Regions from separate parts of the Mus musculus genome. Here region 2 is linked to region 1. The links are chromatin contacts, called in public Hi-C maps. All regions are on one chromosome and are shown on one strand. Each heading gives the region's core, a stretch centred on a gene start, on an enhancer-like site or on the middle of the called end of the contact. The rest is flanking DNA. Distances are from core to core; before and after follow the strand shown. Region 1 holds the start of Togaram2 (TOG array regulator of axonemal microtubules 2). Region 2 overlaps Alk (anaplastic lymphoma kinase).

Evidence for each region. A called contact is a pair of places that touch in the nucleus more often than the background predicts.
Region 2: a Hi-C map of uterus shows a contact between it and region 1, with 4 times the contacts expected there. The contact joins the enhancer-like site here to the promoter of Togaram2 in region 1. A contact is called at or near these places in 2 of 39 promoter capture datasets (the 3T3-L1 cell line and hippocampal neurons), 1 of 484 Hi-C or Micro-C datasets (uterus) and 1 of 9 other capture datasets (embryonic stem cells).

The regions. Positions count from the first base shown.
Region 1 is chr17:71,671,806-71,676,585 of GRCm38.p6, reverse strand. Togaram2 (TOG array regulator of axonemal microtubules 2) reads right to left here and starts at 3,325. Exons shown (of 20, transcript NM_177087.4): 1 at 3,087-3,325.
Region 2 is chr17:72,155,369-72,160,647 of GRCm38.p6, reverse strand. The region is part of intron 4 of Alk (anaplastic lymphoma kinase); the gene reads left to right. Among named protein-coding and RNA genes, the nearest start is that of Gm41613, 29 kb to the right of the region's middle. Within about 2 kb of position 2,212, at least 31 of the 459 cell types and tissues checked have an H3K27ac peak or open chromatin away from gene starts, as enhancers often do.

The DNA.
Region 1 (4,780 bases), core at 2,076-4,575:
CGTCCCTTCTTGTGGGGCACTCGCACCTCATGGGGTCCCCACTGTCACGACCTTTGAACTTAATGACACCCATGAAGGCCCTCCTCTAGCACTGATTTATGGGGGAGGGGTATCAGCCATTCAGTATGAACTTCAGAGGGCACACAGTATCCAGTCATAAATGCAAACACAAGGCTACTGGGAGCCAATGTCTATCCCTACCTCTGCAGATATGGGGTGGTCATCAGCTAGCAAGGCCTCAGTGAAAAGAGGGGAATCTTCTTTCTCCGGCTCCCATTAAAACCTCCCCCCCCCCGCCCCTCAATGGTCACCAGGACACAAGTCCTGTATGGTTTGACCTTGGCCATCTCTGAGACTCAAATTATCCAGCTGTAGTCCACGGGCGTGGGCTGGTTCCCAGAGGCTCAGGGGAGAGTCAAAGGGGATGAAACATTGGTCCAGGTGAAATCAGAGCCACTTGCTTCCACTAATCCATCTGAGGGCCTACCTGGCACATCCAGGACTCTCCTCCTCACAGCTCCTCAGAAAGGTCTAGCAAGACCCTCAGGGAACTTCTGGCTTCAGCTTTGTTCTTTTCCCAAAGGCCCGTCATGAGAAAGCAAACTGTTGCACTAACAAGATGGCTCAGAGGATCCGCGTTCTTGCGGCACAAGCCTGACAGCCTTAGGTCAATCCCCAGAACCTACAACGTGAGGAACGAACTGACTCCTGTAAATTGTCCTCCGTCCTCTGCTCATGTGCCGAGGCACAATGGCGCATGTACAATATACACACACACACGCAATAACAGTCATAAATGAAATTTTTAAAGGAGAATATCAACCATCCTAGCAGGGACCCATGGCCACAGGGCGGCTATTACCTGGGAGAAAGTCATTGTATTCTAACCTTGCATTGAAGGGAAATCCCAGGGTGAGGAAGAAGGTGGGGGGGGGGGAGGGGCGAGAATCAAAGGGTTTGAAAGAGGCCACATGGAAATTGCAGCTTCCAGACAGCTGCCCTGGAGACCAGGCCCGAAACTCAAAGACTAACAGGACAGAAGTAACAGCACTGGCTGGAGACTGGCCCTCCAGCAGGAAGAGCAGGAGGAAGATAGCAGCCCAGAGCCTGTACACAGGGTGGGGTTACCCTCCCACCCCACCCCACCCCCAACCTCCCACCCTCAACCCCGTGACCAGAGAAATGCTAGAAACATGGTGCGCCCACTGCTCTACAAAGACTGGTGTGCGTCAAGATGAGATGGGGTCCCCATGCTGGCATGAGTGGAGAGCGACGGGAACCCGTGCTGACCGTAAGCAAGTTGCACACGGTCCTTCACCTGGACTCTGGCCTGTGTTCTCTATCAAAGCTCAAGGTGCATGAGCCCCAGGCCAGCAGCTCCACCCAAGGTGCACGCGCCCCGGGCCAGCATCTCCGCTCCTGGGTGCCCACCCACACTAGATCTTGTGCGTCCGCTCCGGGGAGAAGCATAAGAACGTTCACAGCAGCCAGGAGCTGGCTAGCCGCCGAATCTGGAGGCAATCCAAATGTTCACCGGGGAAATGGAAGGATGTGTTGCGCGGAAGGCTCGTCGTCGGGAGACAGGGCAATGAAAATAAAGGATTGCTATATTTACTGTGCCACAGATGACCACAGCGGTAAGTTCAGTGGAGGAAACCCCCCTCCTCCTCCCCCCCCCCCCCCAATGACTGACTATGGCACTGTTTACCAAGCACCTGAAGGAAGGCGAGCATGAACTGGATCCTTGGGAACACATAAATGGGTGGTAGGGCTTTGTACTAAAAGAAGAAGAAACTAGGAGAGTAATAAGCCCTATTCGGGAGGTGGCTGTGATAAGGACAAAGAGGTCCCATGGGCTGGTCTGCCATGGTCAGAGGCCCCGGCAGCACTCCTTTTTATAGCTGTCCCAGAACCCGGTTGTGAATCACAAACAGTATACCTTACTGCCTGACAATGGTGGCCCTCGGGAATGATGGGACGATATGCCTTGAAAAGCAAGTCTCATTAGAGCCTAGGTCATATCCTCCCGTCTCCAGTCCTCCTCCACATTCTCCTGCTTCGGATCTGCTGCTCCCTGGACTGAACTCCAGCCAGTTGTGAGAACAATGTAGGACTAAGATGACCTGGCTATGGGCCTGTCACTCCCCCCACCTAGGACCAGAGGCCAGCATGGTCCATGGCTACCACACTGACGCCCAGACAGATAGAAGCTCTCTTCACCCTTTACGCTTCTGAGGAAGAATGAGGCCTTCTGAGGGCAGGCACAGTGGCACACCTGTGATCACAGCGCTCTGGAGAGACAGGGGTACCAGAAGTTCAAAGCCATCTTCAGTGACCTAGCAACTCCCAGGCCAGCCTGCGCTACCCTGCCTCACAAAAGACAAACGGAAAATAAACAGTCACCCTTCCAAATCCCCTCCCATCAGTGTGGGCCTCGTTCTGGATGGTAGCCAGTAGAACCACAGTGTTAGGAGACCAAAATCAATCAAGCAAGAAACACGCCGATCTCCACTTTCTTGGCGGCACAAGAACAAAAGTTCCACGCTGGCCTTGGGCTGGCCAAGTGCCCACCTATCTCCACCCTCAAAACCAGGGACAGGAGAGCTTTTACATACAAGGAAACTGAGACTCAGAGGTGCAAACGCCAGCCCCATAGTCCAGTAAGTGTGTCTGGTGTCAGAATTCAAACCCAGAGCAGAATCTTTCCAAACCTTCACTGTAACTCGGTGCTCTAGTCCCCAAGCTTAGGACTGTCCCCACTCCTGCCAGCACCATCGTTCTCAGCACCCGCAGGGAATTTAGCCCAGAGGAGCAGAACCAACCATTGCCAAGGGTCACTACCCTGGGGAAGGGAGCAGCCCAGAGCAGCCCTCTTCCTAGACTCATACCAGCCAGCCAGCAGCATGTCTGGCCTCATTCAGAGAGACCCAGAGAGAGGCAGAGATCTCCTACTGTGACACGGCTTCCCTCTCCCCTCACTATGCTCTTTTTGCTTGCTTCAAGTTCAGATCTCCTCCTTCAAAGGATTTCGAAGGCTTGGCCCTCCCATCCAAACAGCTCGGTGAGCGAACGCCAGTATCTCTCACCTCTCCATCCAGAGGCCAATCCCCTGTCAGTGGAGGAATCCAGGGTCCTTAGTCTCTCTGGAAACAATGCTGTCCCTGCACAGAGGGAGGCAAGGGTAGGGCATCACCCACCTGGCCTGCCTTGGCCCAGGGCCAGCTTAGGAGGCCTAGGCCACGGCCTTCTGTCCAAGCAGGTACAAGAAAGCCCACAGCCGCGGCTGGCACACTCCTGCTCTCTGCCAGGCTCCTCTTGAATAAACACGGCTGCATGGCAACCGCTCTCTGAAGGAGCCCAAGTCCCTGTGTGGAGGAGAGAGAGAGAGAGAGAGAGAGAGAGAGAGAGAGAGAGAGCACTAAGACTTTTCCCCTCGGCCTCATTTCCCCCGTGGCTTCCCCCGGTGCTGGGCACGCCCCAGAGGCCAACCTGTCCTCTAGGGCCACAACAAAGCATGGGGGAGGGATAATGCACGAAAGCATCCCAGAGCCAGCTGGGATCCACTGGGTAGTGGCTGCGTCAAGAAATGTACAGCAGACTGAGGCAGGAGCCATAGGAAGGTGATCCTATGCACACGGCCTCTAGGCCCCAGAGGCCTCTCTGCTCATCAGCTTGCCTCCGTAGGCAAAAGGCCAGGTAGGGGCAGGCAGCAAGCAGAGCCGGGTCTGACCTCGATTTTGCTGTTGCTGTTTTACGCTCTATGACCAGGGCTTAACCTTGCTCAGCCTCAGTTTCCCTCATCTATAAAATGGTACTGCCAGGAAGAAGCACAGCGTTTGTCCAGAACAGAATAGGCCCTCTGTTTATCTCCACAGAGATATTTTTGTAGCCGAAAGCCAAACATTTGGGAACTCTGAAGTCTCTGTGTGTGCTTCCTCGAGGAGCCCCTCCGTGCACCGGTGTGTCATCCCCTCAGATAGCAACTGTTCCTGCCTCTTGCCCTGCCCTCTCTTGACCCTCTCCAGCCCACCCTCCAAGGCATACAGGGGAGGAGCACACAGCTTTTCAAAGCACCACTTGCCCAAACACTAAGGGTTTTTTTTTTTTTTTTTTTTTAGGCAACCCCTCCAACTTCTCAGCGAGGAGTCCGCTCGGCAGACACAGGAATACGGAGCGGAGGAGTCTGGAACAGGCTGCCTCACTCCCAGGAAGCCTAGCTGCTGAATAAATGCATCCAGTACAACGCTTTCCTCTCTGTGGTCCATGGGGACCATCCAGAAGCCTCTCTAAGGAGCAAGCTCCAAGAGCAAGCGAGGCCACTAGTGGCCTGCCAGTAAGAATGGAAAACCAGGAGAGGGGCGCGCACACGCCTTTGATCCCAGCACTCGGAAGGCAGAGGGGGGAGGATCTTTGAACTTGAGGCCGGCCTGTTCCAGGACGGCCGGACTACAAGAGGAAACCCTGTCTCAAAAAAGAAAAAGAAAAAGAAAAAAGTACTAGCTATCTACCTGTAGAGAGCAGTGGTCCCACCAGAGGGCGCCAGCAGGGTCCTCTGAGGGAGAAGCTGACTGCTACCAAATTCCTGAGCCTGGGGGCCCTCCTCCAGAGTCCAGGGGACATGCAGAGAGCACAGGCTGCCCCGGGAGGAACTGAGCGACCAGATAGATGGTTTACTACCCACACAGGGCTGTATCCCCTCCACAGTAACTCCTTCCCTCTTCTTTTCTTTTTCTTTCTTTCTTTTCTTTTCTTTTCTTTCTTTTTTTTCTCTCTATGTAGC
Region 2 (5,279 bases), core at 963-3,462, 490 kb before region 1:
AAATGCATATCTATTCATCTATTGCATGTCCCTGAGATACCATACCTCTCTCATTCCCCACGTTTTGGTACCAAAGACAGCCCTATATATTAGAGAAAGTACCTGGGGTCCAAGTTTCAGCTCATCTCCGTTAACCTACCTGTGAGAGTTCACTGTGGCATGACCTATTACATTCAAGATAGCGCATTTGTCATGCTTGGCTATTTGGAATATGAGCAAGCATGAGATTAATACATCATCAATACATCATCTTTGGAAAAACACTTAGAGACTATTGAACTCAATTAATCATTCATTGCATATCTATTAAGGATAAGGCATCACGCCAAGCTTTAAGAATAGAACAAAAGCCAACTAAGATACAGACCTTGTTTTTAAAATGCTCACGCTAACATGATATAAGTGTATAAATAAATAATTTCCATCTTCATTTATTTCCTTTGCATACCCATTCACATAGTTATGCTTCCGCTAATAAGGCATCTTGAATTCTGCTTTCAGCTTTCAGTGGAGCCTTTACAAAACCAAATAATGATGGTCAGTTTGGGATTCTCCTTTATCAACCTTAGCCCTTTTGCTGTTTTCTGTTTTGGGCCCCAGTTTCTTTCTTTCTTTTCTTTCTTCCTTTTCTCTCTTTCTTTCCTTTCTTCCTTTCTTTCTTTTCTTTCTTCCTTTTCTTTCTTTCTTTCTTTCTTTCTTTCTTTCTTTCTTTCAACTTCTGGATATTTCCAACTTTTGCTGCTAATTTTTTATTGGTTATTTTATTTATTTACATTGTGAATGTTATCACCCTTCTCAGTTTCCTCTCCACAAGTCCCCTATCCCCTCCTCCCTTCCCCTGCCTCTATGAGGGTGCTCCCCCACCTGCCTACCCACTCCTGACTCAGCAACCTAGTGTTCCCCTATCCTGGGTCATCCAGCCTCCACAGAACCAAGGGGCTCCCCTCCCAGTGATTCCAGATAAGGCCATCCTCTTTGGTTGGTGGTTTAGTTGGGCCCCACTTTCTATCCTAGAGAACATGAGGGCTGAGTTGGCTAAAGTGGCACCCTCTACCCTGCTCTGTTAAGTCAAACTAATGACCTTACATAGATAACAGCCTTCTGTCACAGAGGGAGGCCAGGCTGAGATTAGTGTGCCACCAACTCTCTCTTCTGCAGAATCTACCTAGTCTTCCTATTTGCAACACTGTGGTTATAAAGTTTTCCTGTGACTGAACACTTTAACGTTCTCCCTACAGAGCACTGTTAGCAAAGTGAAGGTGGAGGAAATTACGGAGGGTTAGATTGTTAGACATCATTGTTTTTCCGTTCTTGGCTTTCCAACCAACCTCAGTGAAATGTATGAAATATGATCATGAAGGCTATCTGGAATATTCCCAATAGTATCTTGCCCAAGCCAACCCCACTGCTTCAAAGTCATCAGTCATACCAGGGAAACTGCTTGACATGGCCTGAGCTAATGTTGTTTTGCTCCGGCGCTGCTGTGATTAATTAGACTTTTAGGAGAGCTGGTGAGTCATTCGTGTTCCAGTCTCAGTTTGGGGGTTAGGGATTGACCCCAGCATCCTGCTGAATATAGTAGTTGATGAAACACTACTTATATAACAGGAACCAGGCACCCAGTGGAGCAAGTGACAGACTATTAAAGAGCAAGTAACAGGAACTTTTCAGTTGCCTGAAAAGCAGCCTAAGAGATTGCAGATAATGTAACTGTTCACATGGCACATATTGATAGCACCTGCTTTGTTCCAAACACCTGTCCTGGAGTTATCTAGAACTGTATGTGGGTTGGTTATAGTTGCTGCTGTAGAGGTGACATCCATAAGGCAGGTAGAATGTGAAGGGTCGTGTGTGTGTGTGTGTGTGTGTGTGTGTGTGTGTGTGTGTGTGAATGTCTGTATGTGTGTGTGTGTGTATCTGTATGTGTCTGTATGTGTGTGTGCATGTGTGTGTGTGTGCAGGTGATACATAACTCGAGACCAACAAGTAAAAAGCAAATGAACTGAACAAAGAAGATGAAATAATTCCAACCACACAGAGCCCTCACATTTGCCCTCGGTATGACCTCCAGGAACAAACACAAGGTGGCAGAGGGTGGGACAGATGCATGGGCTGTGAGCTCTGGATCTGGCCCTGTATTTGTGGCCCTGATTATGTCCCCAAACAGCGTCCTGTGGTTCATAATGCAGTGTTGAGCAAGCTGACTGGTATGTGGTGGGTGTTGCAGAAGTGTTTCTTCACCATCTGCTGAGGCACCAAATCATGTGAGGAATGGCCAAACGGATAGCATCAACTCTGTTTTCAGGTGGAGAACTTGAGTCTCCAACCAGTTAAATAAATTGCATGATGTCATGGAGCTGTTAAGCTGAAGGCTCAGGACTGGCCACTGTCGGCTGCCTGGGTGTTGTGCCCGGTGGCCACACAGTTCACATCTTCATGGATAAACCTGTTCAAGTACAGTCACTTCCCCCCATGGAAGTGTGAGGTTTCAAATAGTTAAAGCTTAACAAATACAATGACATGATGTGTTCTCACAGATTGGGGCCTTGGGGTCAGGGTGGGAGATGACTCAGTCAGTTAAGGACTTGCCACATGAGCCTTGCTTTGATTCTCAGAACCCGCATAAAAGCCAGGCATGGTAGCACAGGCTTTCAGTCCCATCTCGGGGTAGGAGAGACACCAGACCCTTGGGGTGAACGGGCCTGGCAGCCCAACCTACTCAAGCTGCAATTAGCGAGCCTGTCTCAAAAGACAAGGTGAATGGCTTCCGAGGAATGAAGCCTGAGGTTGACCTCTGACCTCCACAGGCAACACATGGACAGGCATGCCTGTGTGTCTGCACTCACATATGCACACACACACACACACACACACTAACAAAACCACAAATAAAAATTAAGCTTTGAAAGTGAGGTATTGGAAAAGTCGCCTCACATCACCATCTAACCAAATCCTGTGCCAAGCCATGGATCAGTTAACTGAAGGGCCTGTACATCTGTCCCACAACCTGCTTTCTCCTTACACTCAACTGCTGCTCTTAGAGCAGCCAGGAGCCCCTGGGAAGTAACCAGGCAACCACCCGATGTGGAAATCTGTTTATTTCAGTTCTTTCTGAGCGACAACCCTAGACCAGCAGTTCTTAGAAATCCAATTTTTGTCTTTTGCTTTTTGATGACTCTAAAGTTCATGAAGTTAGAGTATTGGTTTTTAATTAATTCAGCGTTCCACAAGTGCCGACTTCAGCTCTGCTTACTGCGGGAGCTTTTCCCTCTATGCTCCTGGAAAGTGCATATAGACCAGGGGGGGTTGACATTATTTTTGTCATTGTTATTCTTTTAGGACTCCACTTTGGAAAAACTTACAATTTAAAAGTTGCTGTCAATTAATTCCATAGGCCGTTGATTAAAGCTTTACTTTTTTCCATTAAATGAAAATTAAATTAAGCTCATTATTGTATTAGGCAGTCATTGATTGGACCCACTTTGGATTTAATTAAATGCTACTATTCATTATTTCCTCCTCTGTAGTGCTTTTTAATTTCCTTTGGTATATAATTTGAGGGTAACAACAATATCAGCAAATTATCCCTCATAAATAGTATGAAAGGGGGAAGATACACAAACACTATGGCGGCAGTGTGAAGGCACTTGCTCATCATCTTTAATGTGGTGTTGGCCTGTTTCTCGGTGAATAGGTTTTCCATGTTGCTGCCTTGTGATAAGTCAGGACATGCTCCTATCTCACCTAAGCCGCTCAGATGTGTGCTAACTTCAAGCTGTCCCTGATCCTAAAAATATGCTGACCCTGATTATATATAAAATTATTGTAACCCTGATAATATGATCCAGGGGGTAGGTGTTTGGATTGGAGTCTAAGGACATCATCAAGGAAAGATTGAAAATGCTCAGACATTCATTTCCTTTTCTCTGTGCTCATTTCTTGGCAGTCTCCTGGGTCCTGAAATTGCACAGAGTGAGAATAGAACCTGGGCGTCTGTCCTTCTGGCACTGCTATTCTGGAAGAGTGCATGTGACATAATACATACCAACCTTCATCTTCCAAGGAAATAACATCCTCCATTATTGCCCTGGCACCTGGGCTCATTCTCTGGAAGTCTACACTTTAAGTGTATGGTGTGCCCTATACTATCCTGCTCTGCATGTATAAAAATGTATATTTTTACCATTGGGATCAATGGTAAAACAAATGTGGAATGACACCATTGAGCTCAGTAATGCAGGCACCTTCTGTCTCCACCTCTCCAGCCAGGATCAATGTGAAAAGTCCCGGGAGGATCACACTGAGCTGTGGTTGCCCTGAAGCTCATGTTACATATGGTAAAGGGTTCAGATTGTGACCAGTCAAGCTAGTTTAGTGTTTATAGCCAGCTCATGAGATGCAGTCACCATAAGTGGGGCCTAAAAATTGTCAAGGAGGCAACCATTTTATTACAAGCTATAGTTCTAGAGACAATGGTTCGTGATCAGGAACTAAACAAAAATGCCCAAGGGTTAGATATGTGTGTGTGTGTTATATGTGTATGTGTATATGTATATACATATAACATATGTATATATGCAACTGGGCAGGACCCCAACTGAAAAAGGAAAGGAGACAGACAACTACCTGTCATTCAGAGGAAGCCTGGCTTTCATGTACAAAATCCTAAAATGTAAAAATAGGCCAAGAAAGAAAGTTGAAGCATCAAATTGTCAATGTATCAAGCCTCTTCAGATTAAAAAGAGATTTTGATATCCTTCTGATAGACTTTCTTTAAAGTATATAGGCTTGGCCATGGTTAGCCCTGCCTGGAATCCTAGCACTTGTTACTTAACAGGTGAAGGCAGGAGGCTTGGGAGTTCAAGGTCATCTTGATTTTTAGACAAGCCTCAGATGCATTCTCTATCTCTTACTACAGTGCATTGGTGCTAGTAATATGCCTTGTGTTGGAATGCGTACATAGGCTCCAATTCCATTCCCAGCAACATCAAGAAAAAAAGACACCCTCCTCACCAAAAAGAGTTATAGGATTTCATATGAAAAGTTCCTAATGAAGGAAGAGCTCCAACAAAGTAAGAAGGAAAGGGGAGCAAGAAAATCTATCAAGAAGTCTAACAACAGCAAGCTTTCATATACTTAATGATTTAGACTGGTTGTGTGTAACGCAAAAGCTGACAGAAAAACACAGTTACTGATAAAGCAACCTTATCAAAAAATGTAAAGATCAAACAGGAAATCAGTTATCAAGGCTACAGAAGATGTAAACGAAATCAGCAAGC